2 separate regions of the Mus musculus genome follow, and region 1 is linked to region 2. Evidence: chromatin contacts called from public HiChIP or PLAC-seq data. All regions are on one chromosome and are shown on one strand. The core of a region is the stretch at or near the end of the contact, and the rest is flanking DNA. Distances in the headings are between cores, read along the strand shown.

Region 1 (5,109 bases), core at 1,032-3,531, 190 kb after region 2:
CTACCCAGCAATGCAAGCCTAGTGACCCGAGTCCAGTCTCCTGAACCCGTGTACAGGGACAGAGAGAACCAGCTCTATAAAGCTGTCCTATGACCCCCACACTTACAGCCTCACAAGCCTCATCACATTCAAGCACAATGATAATAAACAGTTTTTAAAAACCTTCCAGTTCAACTCAGTAAATACTGATGAGCAGCTGGTTGGTTCTTCCTGTGACATTGGACCACTTTTATGGTCCTTCTATTTAAAACATTCTTTTTCCCCCATTATCCCGCTTCCCTCCCAATGCTTTCTCTTTTTTGTGTGTTCATTTATTCATTTAAATGTGTGCATGTGCAGAAGCCTGAGATTGACATGGGGTCTCTGTCTCTCTTGCTCTCCACCTTATGTTTTGAGTCAGGGTGTTGTGCTGAAACTGAAGCTCGCACCTTTAGTTAGACCTACTGCCCAGTTGACCCTGGCATTAGCCTGCTTCTCTCCCCTACCATTGGGGCTATAGAAATGCAGTGCTCTGTCTTTTACTAGGTTCCTAGAGATCTGAATGTAGGTCCTCATGCATGCTCAATAAAACCCATTATGCCATCTCCCCTGAACCATCTCCCACTTTCTTTTTCTTAGTATCACATTCATGAAATTATACTAGAGTGTTTTTTCTTTTGCCTGAATAGTTTAATTCCTTGAAAATGTGTTAGTAATTCTCAAATGTTACTTTCTATTTTTTGCTACTACTTGATAATCTCTGTGTATTCTCTTATGTATTCAACTAAAAGACCTTTGACAATAGGAACTGCTTGAGTATCACGGTACCTAGTTGTTTATTAATAATTTCTTAAATAGTTGTATATCTGCATTATATATTTATAATCATTGCTTTCAGGTTCTTACATAAGAGGCCATGGCATGTATTTACTGGTTATATTTTATTTACCAAGTTAAAAGATGCATATCATTACTTGGTTTTTAAAACAGCCATATCTGTATTTTAACTGTAGTTAATAAAAGATAGGTAAAATAGTTACAGTTTTATCAACCACACGTGTATAGATTAACTGGCAGGTGATTATTTAAAACATTACTACAATTTTAAGTAATTGGCCTTTTTCTCTTTTAGTGCATTTGCACAGTATAACCTGGACCAGTTTACACCAGTAAAAATTGAAGGCTATGAAGATCAGGTATGTTTCATAAAACACCAAATCACACTGCTCTTTGTTTCGTTTATAAAAATGTATCCTGAAAGAATTGTGAGATGGTGTAACATTACTCATTTTAATTGAAGGCATTTAATGACAAAAAAATAGAAATGGTCATTTTTATTTTTGTAAGTAGTAGTATCAGAAAGTCAGGTGTAGTGGTTGGTTCTAATACCCCCTTTTGTCTCCATGGGCACCTGCATTCACATCAACAGGCATACTCATGCATGCACATAATTGCACACTAGTTGCTGCTTCATTTCTCCAGAGATCTAATTAGTTACCATTACAAACAGTACTACATCAAGTGACGTTGTAGTCCTGGTAACATTGACAGTGGTTTTCTTTAGATAAATCCCTAGAAGAAAATTGCTGCACTAGTGAATATATCTTTTAAAAATGTTTAATAGCTGCTAAAGTCATTAACAAGGTATCACAATTTTAATACTTAAAACCAAAAACCTTTAAAAAGTGGTGTCTACTAATTTTTCCCATGAACACATATTTAAAAACTTGAAAGATAGTAACAAGTAAGGGCCAGTGAGATGGTCTTGGGTACAGGCACTGCTGTACAAGCCTGATGACCTGACTGTCAGCAGCTGTCCTCTGATCTCATTTGCTGTGTCTCACATTAGTTTTTAAAAGTATCCATTGTAAATAAGAACAATGATAAGGATTTACAACAAAACTTCACCATTTTTAATGGTGCTTTCCTCTTCTCCAGAAAACACTTGTAAATAAAGAGGTGACATACCAGTAATAGATTTGTGGATTAAATTACACTATTAACATCTTAGGATATTATGCAACTATTAAAGAGGATAGTGAGAGATAGCTGGTAGACTTTGAGGGGTTTCCATAGACGTTTATGTATAGAAAAAGTCAGGTATGTTTGGATTAAGGAGAAAGCCAGACCACCTAGCCTGCTGTGGCTAAAGGGTAAAACTTGAGGGTACAATCTCCTGGCTTGTCCCCAAGTGAAGGGGATGCAGCCTGCCACAAAGGAGCTTGAGGTTTTGAAGGGTGCTTCTAGTTGGGCAGAGAGAGGCAAGAGAGCATTAAGGAGAAGGAACAGGGGGTCCTTTGGCTGTTAGGATTGCAGGAAGCTGTGGTCAAGTTCTGTTGAGTCAAGGGTTTAGCCGACTTCTAAGAAGTAGAGAATGTTCAGTTTCCATTTCCCCAGTGAGGCGGGGTCCACACCATCATCCTCCTTGGTGCCAAAGCTCTGGGCCAACCCAACAAAGTTCATAAAATTATGTATGTTTGTATATGCACTTTTATCATTCTTTGAAAACAGTGGCCCACAAACCGTGTGTGTGTGTGTGTGTGTGTGTGTGTGTGTGTGTGTGTGTGTGTGTGTGTGTAAGTAGATAGGTGTGTCCATATTTATCTAATGTGGCATTTTTATGACCAAAACATTTTCGAAAAACCTACATGCTATATTGTCAGCACAATTTCTATCAAATGGATGGGAAAGTCTTGTAGACAGCTACAAGAGGAGAAAGGTGTTTGTTTGTTTGTTTGTTTGTTTAGTAAGATACAAAATAGAGCGTCTACTCATATTTCTTAAATGCACATAAATGCATAAATTATGTTTTAAAGTTCTGGAACTTAGTAGTAGTGATTAGTTTTTAAGAAACAAGCACATTTGGGGAACAGAAAGTCTGTGCCAAACAAATCAGGGCTAAAGAGCTGCCTCATTGGTTGAAAGCCATCAGATGGATATGGCCTGGTTTGTAAGGACTCATGACTGCTATCAGAAATAGTAAGCTGCCTCTTTGAGTGGGTAGTGGATGGTCACCTCCAACACTGTATAGTAGGAAATAATTTTCCCCACTCAATATCCAAAAATTGTCTGGAGAGATACACTAATGTACACTAGTTGAGAATAGCCTCAGTATCCTGTGGCCTACTCTTTTAAATACATTTTCACAGTTTAGTTTAAGCAGTTGTTTCAGTGTAATGTACAGTTTTAGGAAGGTCTTAAGCAAGTGTTTATTACTGTGTGTCCATGTTAATATTTTTTCCTAAATTTATTTGAAAATTGAAGGTTTTGATAACAGAACATGGAGACTTGGGAAATGGAAAATTTTTGGATCCAAAAAACAGAATCTGTTTCAAATTTGATCATTTAAGAAAGGAAGCAACTGATCCAAGGCCCTACGAAGCAGAAAATGCCATTGAATCCTGGAGAACTTCAGTAGAAACTGCACTGCGAGCTTATGTAAAAGAGCATTATCCGAATGGGGTCTGCACTGTGAGTCGTCAGTGGGCAGTTCTTCCCTGTTGTTTCTTATACAGATGTGCCAGTTTATATAATTCCTTGAAACTAACAGTAATATAGAACTACCAGCTTATAGCATCTAACTTTTTTCTTTCAAGAATATTTATCTTTCTAAAAAATATATTATGATAGCCCCAAATGGTAAACTAATTGTATGTTAAATTCAGACAGACACTGGATTGAAGGTTATGATGGTCCTTTCCTTAGTCATCTGTCCATATTCAGCTTAAATTAACTTTTATTTAGTTATAAAAATCTTAGAGAATCATTTTGTGTTTAATTTCCTGTTGTTTTAATGTTATTTGTTCATTGATTTAACCTACTTTTTCAGAATGAAATATTATAGTATAACTAAATGGTTTTTGTTTTTGAACTTTGCTAAGACTGTTTGGATCCAGATAGGCTCTTTAGCACCTGAGTTTGGTCTTCTCCATAGCCATAGGGATCTTTGGAAATGCAGATAAGATCCAGAAAAATCCTCTGCTTGGAATCTTTCAGAGATTAGGATTACTTAATTAGGGTAGAGTCTGGGCATCATAGAAAGATTGTGAAGCCATGTGGCCTTGGTTCTGTTTACCTATCCTACCTACTATATATCATAGTTTATGCCCACTTTCTATGATATCTTACAGATATTTAAAGGTTGACATTGTTTGGCTTTAACTAAACTCACTATTGTCCTTGTTTTCTTTGCCAATAAGGTGTATGGCAAAAAAGTAGATGGGCAGCAAACCATTATTGCATGCATAGAAAGCCATCAGTTTCAAGCAAAAAACTTTTGGTAAGTTAAAGTTTTATGCACTTAATTTTAACAGTGTTTATATTCTTCCATGTTTATATAACTCAGACTGTACCTTCTGTGTGTGACTGTGTTACTAAGAGCAATATAAACTTGATAACTAAAACTGCTGCCCTTGGAGAGTTTGAAAGATATTTGCTTCATAGTGCTCATCTGAGGCATTGGAGTGCAGTAAACGGATGGCATTCACCAGAGAGTGTGGGAGAGAGAGCACAGTGATTTGGGAAGGGAACTGGCAGCAACCTCAGCCAGCATGTGTGCTTGAAAACAAACCAGGTGGCACCCCATCTGCTCACTCTGAAAATGGGGTGCTCCTGAATCTTACTCAAGAGGGGAGGACAGAGCAGTGAAAAAACTAAGAACCAGGAGTCTTCTTTGAATTTGGGAACTTTAGGTTAGGTGGAATTTTATTTATTTATTTATCTATTTATTTATTTATTTGTGGACATTGTTTTGTTGGACAGTGTGAGAAGGTAGACTTACAATCATGCTAACTGCATACATACCAGTTGTTTGTACAAAAACCTGTGTTCCCCATGTTCTTTTATCAGATGTTTAGGAAATTGTTCAATTTTATTCTGAATCTGTGTATCAGAAAATTCTAAGGTTCTCTAAGATATTTATTAGTTTAAACTGAAAGTTTTGGCCACCTTTTTGTTAATACATGCTGAATATCAGTAAACATGATAGAAATGTTTAAATATCAAGTATATAAAGTTTTGATTCATTAAGTTGATCGGGGTACTCTTGAGAGTAAAGTTATTAGTGTCAGTAACCCCAGTTAGACCAGTTTAGGCTCTAACCAGGGATGTTCACTGCTTTGTCATGTCAAA
Region 2 (5,108 bases), core at 720-3,219:
GTTTATGGTTAACATATCAAAAACATAATTTTAAAGCCATTTTTTAAAACTGAACTGAAATTTGTCCTTGAGTAGAAAGCAGGGAAAAATTCTATTCTAAAAAAACTTATAATAGAATGCTTGCATGTATAATCCACTTTTCAGTTTGTTTGTACTGCCTTTTCTGAGCCTTTATACAACTTTAATTGTTTTTGTTGTTGCTGTTGTTCTGTTTTTCTATTTTTAATCATAGCACTCAAACTTGGAAAACCTGTTAAGGCAACTACATGGGATGTTTAAAAAAAAAAATCCAGTTAACATATTGCTATGGAAACCAGGAAATAGAAACAGCACGCTAATCATTCATTTAGACAACTACGGTGTGTGTGTGTGTGTGTGTGTGTGTGTGTGTGTGTGTGTGTGTGTGTGTAAAATCCATCTATTCACCTTCTATTGAAAGATGTTATAAACTTTCAAGCTAATCAAGATGGCTTTTTAAAGGCCAGGGGCCTTGTAACCAGTAACACCAGAGTTTCAGAATGAGCCACAACCTTCATGAATAGCGTGATATTTGGAAGGACCCGCTTGAATCAAGTTTGCTTGGCTGGAACCCCTGGACATAGTATAGACCCTTGAAGGAGATTTGAGAACTGGGTTCTAACCCTGGCTTTCTTAATACCAGCTGTGTGAGCTTCCTAGGAATTCGTACGGGCTGTTTTATTCATCTGCAAAATGATTCCGTGCAGGCCTCCAAAACTGTAATAGGAACTTTCCTTTTCCATCAAACTGAGGAGTGGTGAGGTAAACTGCTCTTGGGACTGAAATAGCTCTGTCTAGTGTCTGGTAATGTACTGAACACATACATAGCGCAGTTATAAGAAATGTATGAGACCTTCCTTGTCTTTGCTCTGTGTGTAAGACGTGTCCCCTGCACCTGTATAGTGGCTGTGGCTTGAATGACTCTCAAAGTTACTTCTATACATACCTCTATGTCCATTATCGAATCAGCTCTTCTGACAATTGGAAAGAACTCCTATTCTAAAAGGCAATGGATTCCTTAGATCCTTTCACCTTATTGTATCCTTGTAGGGAAATGCAAAATTTTAGAAACGATTCTAATAAACGAATCTTCCTAAGTAAATCCTTTTCAATTTCTTTTAATATTCGAGATTTGAACTTATGTGTTGGATTTGTTAGTTGCTATTTGTCTATGTAACCGCCTTGTGTCCATTTGTCTATTTAATTACCCTGTGTCCAGCTATGAGGAAAAAAAAGTGAAAATTAACCAGAAGCCTCCCCTGGGTTAAACTCCTGGGGTTCTTCCAGAAATCTGAGAAATTATACTAGGGGGATAATGATTGCAAAATGAAATCATTGGGACAATCCGTCCATGCACTCCCAACATTGTCTGTGACAATGAGCGCCTTGTTTCCGTGGCGCCTAGATCTCTGTCCACGCGGGTGAGTGCGGGGCCGCCACCTCGGGCGTGAGAGAGGCTGCAGCTCCGGGGTGCGCCAGGGGGTGCGTGCGCTTTGCGCGGGTGACTTTGGAGCACCAGGAGGGGGAGACTCGGGGCCACTGATCTCCCTCTGCGCTGGCTTCAGACTCCAGAACTGGAGGAGGAAGAGAAAGCGCATAGCTGGGGAGAGGGAAACTTCTCCACCTAGAAAGTTTCACCTTGCCGAGGGCGGGGGGTGGGGCGGGGCTTGAGGAAGTGCGACCCCCCGGGCTAAGCGTACTGGCTGCGGGAAGGGCGGGGACGCCAACCCCCCCCCCCCCAACCCTCCAAGGGTGGTGCCAGTCCCCATCTCGGGCCCCAGGAGGGACCGTTGGGGACAAACCTAGAGCGACAGGGACGAACAGACACGTGCTGGGGCGGGTACCCGGGTCTCTTCGCCTCCAGCCCGGACGCGCCCGGGCGCCGCTGTTGCCCGGCTGAGTCACGGGCCGGGCAGGGCGCGTGTGGGAAGGGGCGGAGCAGTCCGAGGGCGCTCGGCGGGGTTCGGCCCGGGCCGCAGGTGACCCGGACGGCCTCGCCGCCCGCAGCGTCCGAGCCCGGGTGACCCTGTGCGGAGCCAGATGCTGGGCGACCGCTGACTCGCTGGAGAAGGGCGGAGCGCGCGGGTGGTCCCCAGCCGGCTGACTTCGGCGCCGCGCGCTCCGGGCACCCCAAGGTACAAACTCCAGCCGCGTCGATCAGGCACCCAGCCTCTCCCAGCCCCTCTGCTTTCTTTGTTCCACTAAGGGAACTGGCTACTGCTCTGGAGGACAAGACCACCGAGGTGGGTGCGAGCCCGGGGGCTTAGGAAACTGAAGGTATGGGGTCGGGGAGGTGCAAACTAGAATTGAGCTTGTCGCTTTAGAAGGAGTGTTGTTGACGGCCACCTGTGTGACTCAGGGGCGCCAAGAGCATTAGGTGCTCCAGGGCTGCTGTAGCTCTGCAAGTTTCACCTCTGGGATCTGACTCAGCCCTTACAGAAGGGATCGGTCACCCTGTCCAGGGTGATACAGCCGGCAAGGTTTGAGCCCAGCTATTTCCTTGTTCCTAGTCTTGCTTTATCTGCCTTGAGGGAGCGCGCGAGGAGGGGGTGGGGGTGTCTTTCTCAAGGGCAGGTGTTTCTGGGATGGTCTGAATTTTTTATTCCTGGCAAACACACGGAGGGTGTGATCCATCATTTTCTATCCCACTTTATCTTTTTTTTTTCCTGGGACTCAGTGGAGGTGAAATACATTATAACCAGAGGTCAGGTAGTCTGGCTAGTAGCGGTGTAATTATTAAAAGACCAAAGAAAGTACAATGCAGAATTTATTCCAAACTGTGGTTTCCCATTTCCTACCTTTTTATGTTTAGAAGAGCCATTTGCTAATTTGGCAGTTGGCAGGGGTTCTAGGGGCTCACGCATGAATGCTCGTCCAGTGGCTTTTCCCTTATCACAGGCTTCTGTTCAAAGCAGCTCTGGGGCAGAATGAAAAATTGTCAACTTTCTTAAGCAAAATAATCAGGAGGCTCTAATGGCCAAGTTAAAACGGTCCATGACTATGAGGAGATTGTAAACGCTGTAACTGGATAGAATATAGACAGAATTTTAGGAAGACTGTCAGCATTTTGTAGCATTGGGTGGAGGTTTATTCTGTCGCTTCCAGCAGCCAGCCACACACACACACATTGCCATGCAAATGGATTCAGCAGAACGTTATTTTCCTTTATAGCTCAACTATTATAGCTGACTAATGAATTTCCTCTGCATGGAGATGATCTGAAAACGATGTACACGGTGTTTCCCTTTGCTACTGGGACATAAATTGTGCTTTTATGCCCCAGTGTTAGTGTTGCCCGGATTATTTACAGGTATATAGCTTTCCTCTCCAGCTGGAAGCTTCCTCGGCTTTGTTCACAAGTGTAAATTTCCACTGTGGAGCAGGAGTGGGTTCTGTTACACATTGCAGACTTGTCACTGTCATTTCAGGTTGTGATATACTCACTGTTTATCTCCTCTGAGCAGATAAATAACACACATGAGACGTACAACTTCAATAAGAAATTTGATGGTACCAAAAATGTGTTCCTACATAGTGCAATAGGTGCTTTAAAATTTGTGGTCAGTTTTCAAACTCAGCAGGGCCTCAGTCAATAGTTATTAACTTAGCCACATTCCGCTGTAAGCAAGATGGATTTATGGCATGTCGAGGATGATCAGGCAAGTACTGCCTTTCCCGAGACTGCTTTGTTCTTGATCATTGGCAACAGGGAACTTACGCCAGAGATGCACTACTGGCTTTGTGGATCTGAGGGCAAGCTTTATCTGTAAAATTAAAAAGTATAAATAACAGGCAGTTGATACGGAAGTCTAACATTTGTACTCCTTTTAAGTCAATAATGAGAGGAAAATAAAGTGTTTATAGCTTATCTCAAAAAGGCAAATACCTACAGTTTATGATTTCTAAGACCATGTAAACAGTGTCCCATATTTGTCTTAAACTTTTTAAAAAAAAAAATGAGGATTGCACTTAGAATTATATTTGAAAAGTCAATTTACAAAGCTGTTGATGGAAATAATTAGTTCAAAATAGGATGAGTCTGATTTTTCTCTTACAAGTTTATGTAATAAGGTAAAGGTTTTCTCAGAACAAAGAGGATAACACAGAAGGGGCTGAAGCTCTGTGTGGCTGCCCCAGTGACACTGGACATTGTGCCTAGTGCATATTATTGAGAGTTGCATGTTATTTTGCACTGAGAAAAAAAGATTATGAAACTGTCCTGAGGGCTCAGTATCTGACAGAGTAGTGATCTGCTGTCATACCCGTGGTCACACAGGACTAATCACACATCCAGATCCCCTCTCTATACTCCTCTGCTCCTCATCTCTGTAACTCCCATTTCACACAGCTTTCTGGTTTCTTCTTCACTAACATGAGGTTTAGGGATGGTCAGGAGGGGGCTGGGGTGTGTACATGTGTTTTGCCTGGATGCATGTGTGTGCCTGTGGCCATGGAGGCCAGAAGATCTCCCGGAACTGAAGGTAAGGTAGTTGAATGAGCGGCCATGTGGGTACCGTGAACCAAGCTTACTCCTCTGTTAGAGTAATCACTGCTCTTAAATGCTGAGCCATTTCACTGGCTTCCCTTTATTCTGTGGCCTGTTGTGTTTGTGCCTGGAGCACCTAAGTTCTTATCATTGCCCCTGAGCAACAAACTGAATGCAGAAACCCAAGTTCGAGGGGAGCTGTTTCCTTTCCCTGACCGGTATATGTCGCAACTCCTGTCAGATACTGAGCCCTCAGGACAGAGTTTCATGATCCTTTTCTCAGTGCAGAAGAACATGCAACTCTCACTAGTATGCAATAGGTGCAGTGGCCAATGCCAGTTTGGAACCATTTTGACTATGAGTTCTTAACACATATTGATTCATGACTAAACTCACATTTTTTTTTCTCACCAGAAATAGCAAAGAAGTTTTGCTGTGAGCATTAGCTGTGCTGGTTCTAGGCAAGCATCTGAAACTGGGCACGGGCGATGAAACGTTTCTGTCCTTGAAATGTTTACGGTCTGATTAGGTAGACAGAGATTACAGATACAAAATAGAGCTAAAGTCCATAATTATTAGGGAACATAAAGACCTTAACATAGCT

Evidence for each region. HiChIP or PLAC-seq counts read pairs in DNA pulled down with a chosen protein or histone mark.
Region 1: an H3K4me3 HiChIP or PLAC-seq map of bone marrow-derived macrophages shows a contact between it and region 2, with 3 times the contacts expected there. The contact joins the enhancer-like site here to the promoter of Met in region 2. A contact is called at or near these places in 2 of 39 promoter capture datasets (both in the 3T3-L1 cell line), 1 of 484 Hi-C or Micro-C datasets (nephron progenitors), 1 of 115 datasets of contacts at active chromatin or transcription factors (bone marrow-derived macrophages) and 1 of 9 other capture datasets (adipose tissue).

Annotation. Positions count from the first base shown.
Region 1 is chr6:17,652,995-17,658,103 of GRCm38.p6, forward strand. Capza2 (capping protein (actin filament) muscle Z-line, alpha 2) reads left to right here. Exons shown (of 10, transcript NM_007604.3): 4 at 1,112-1,175; 5 at 3,244-3,450; 6 at 4,179-4,258. Among named protein-coding and RNA genes, the nearest start is that of Capza2, 19 kb to the left of the region's middle. Within about 2 kb of position 2,282, at least 28 of the 459 cell types and tissues checked have an H3K27ac peak or open chromatin away from gene starts, as enhancers often do. A contact at or near this core is called in bone marrow-derived macrophages, where this site is marked.
Region 2 is chr6:17,461,988-17,467,095 of GRCm38.p6, forward strand. Met (met proto-oncogene) reads left to right here and starts at 1,970. Exons shown (of 22, transcript NM_008591.2): 1 at 1,970-2,261.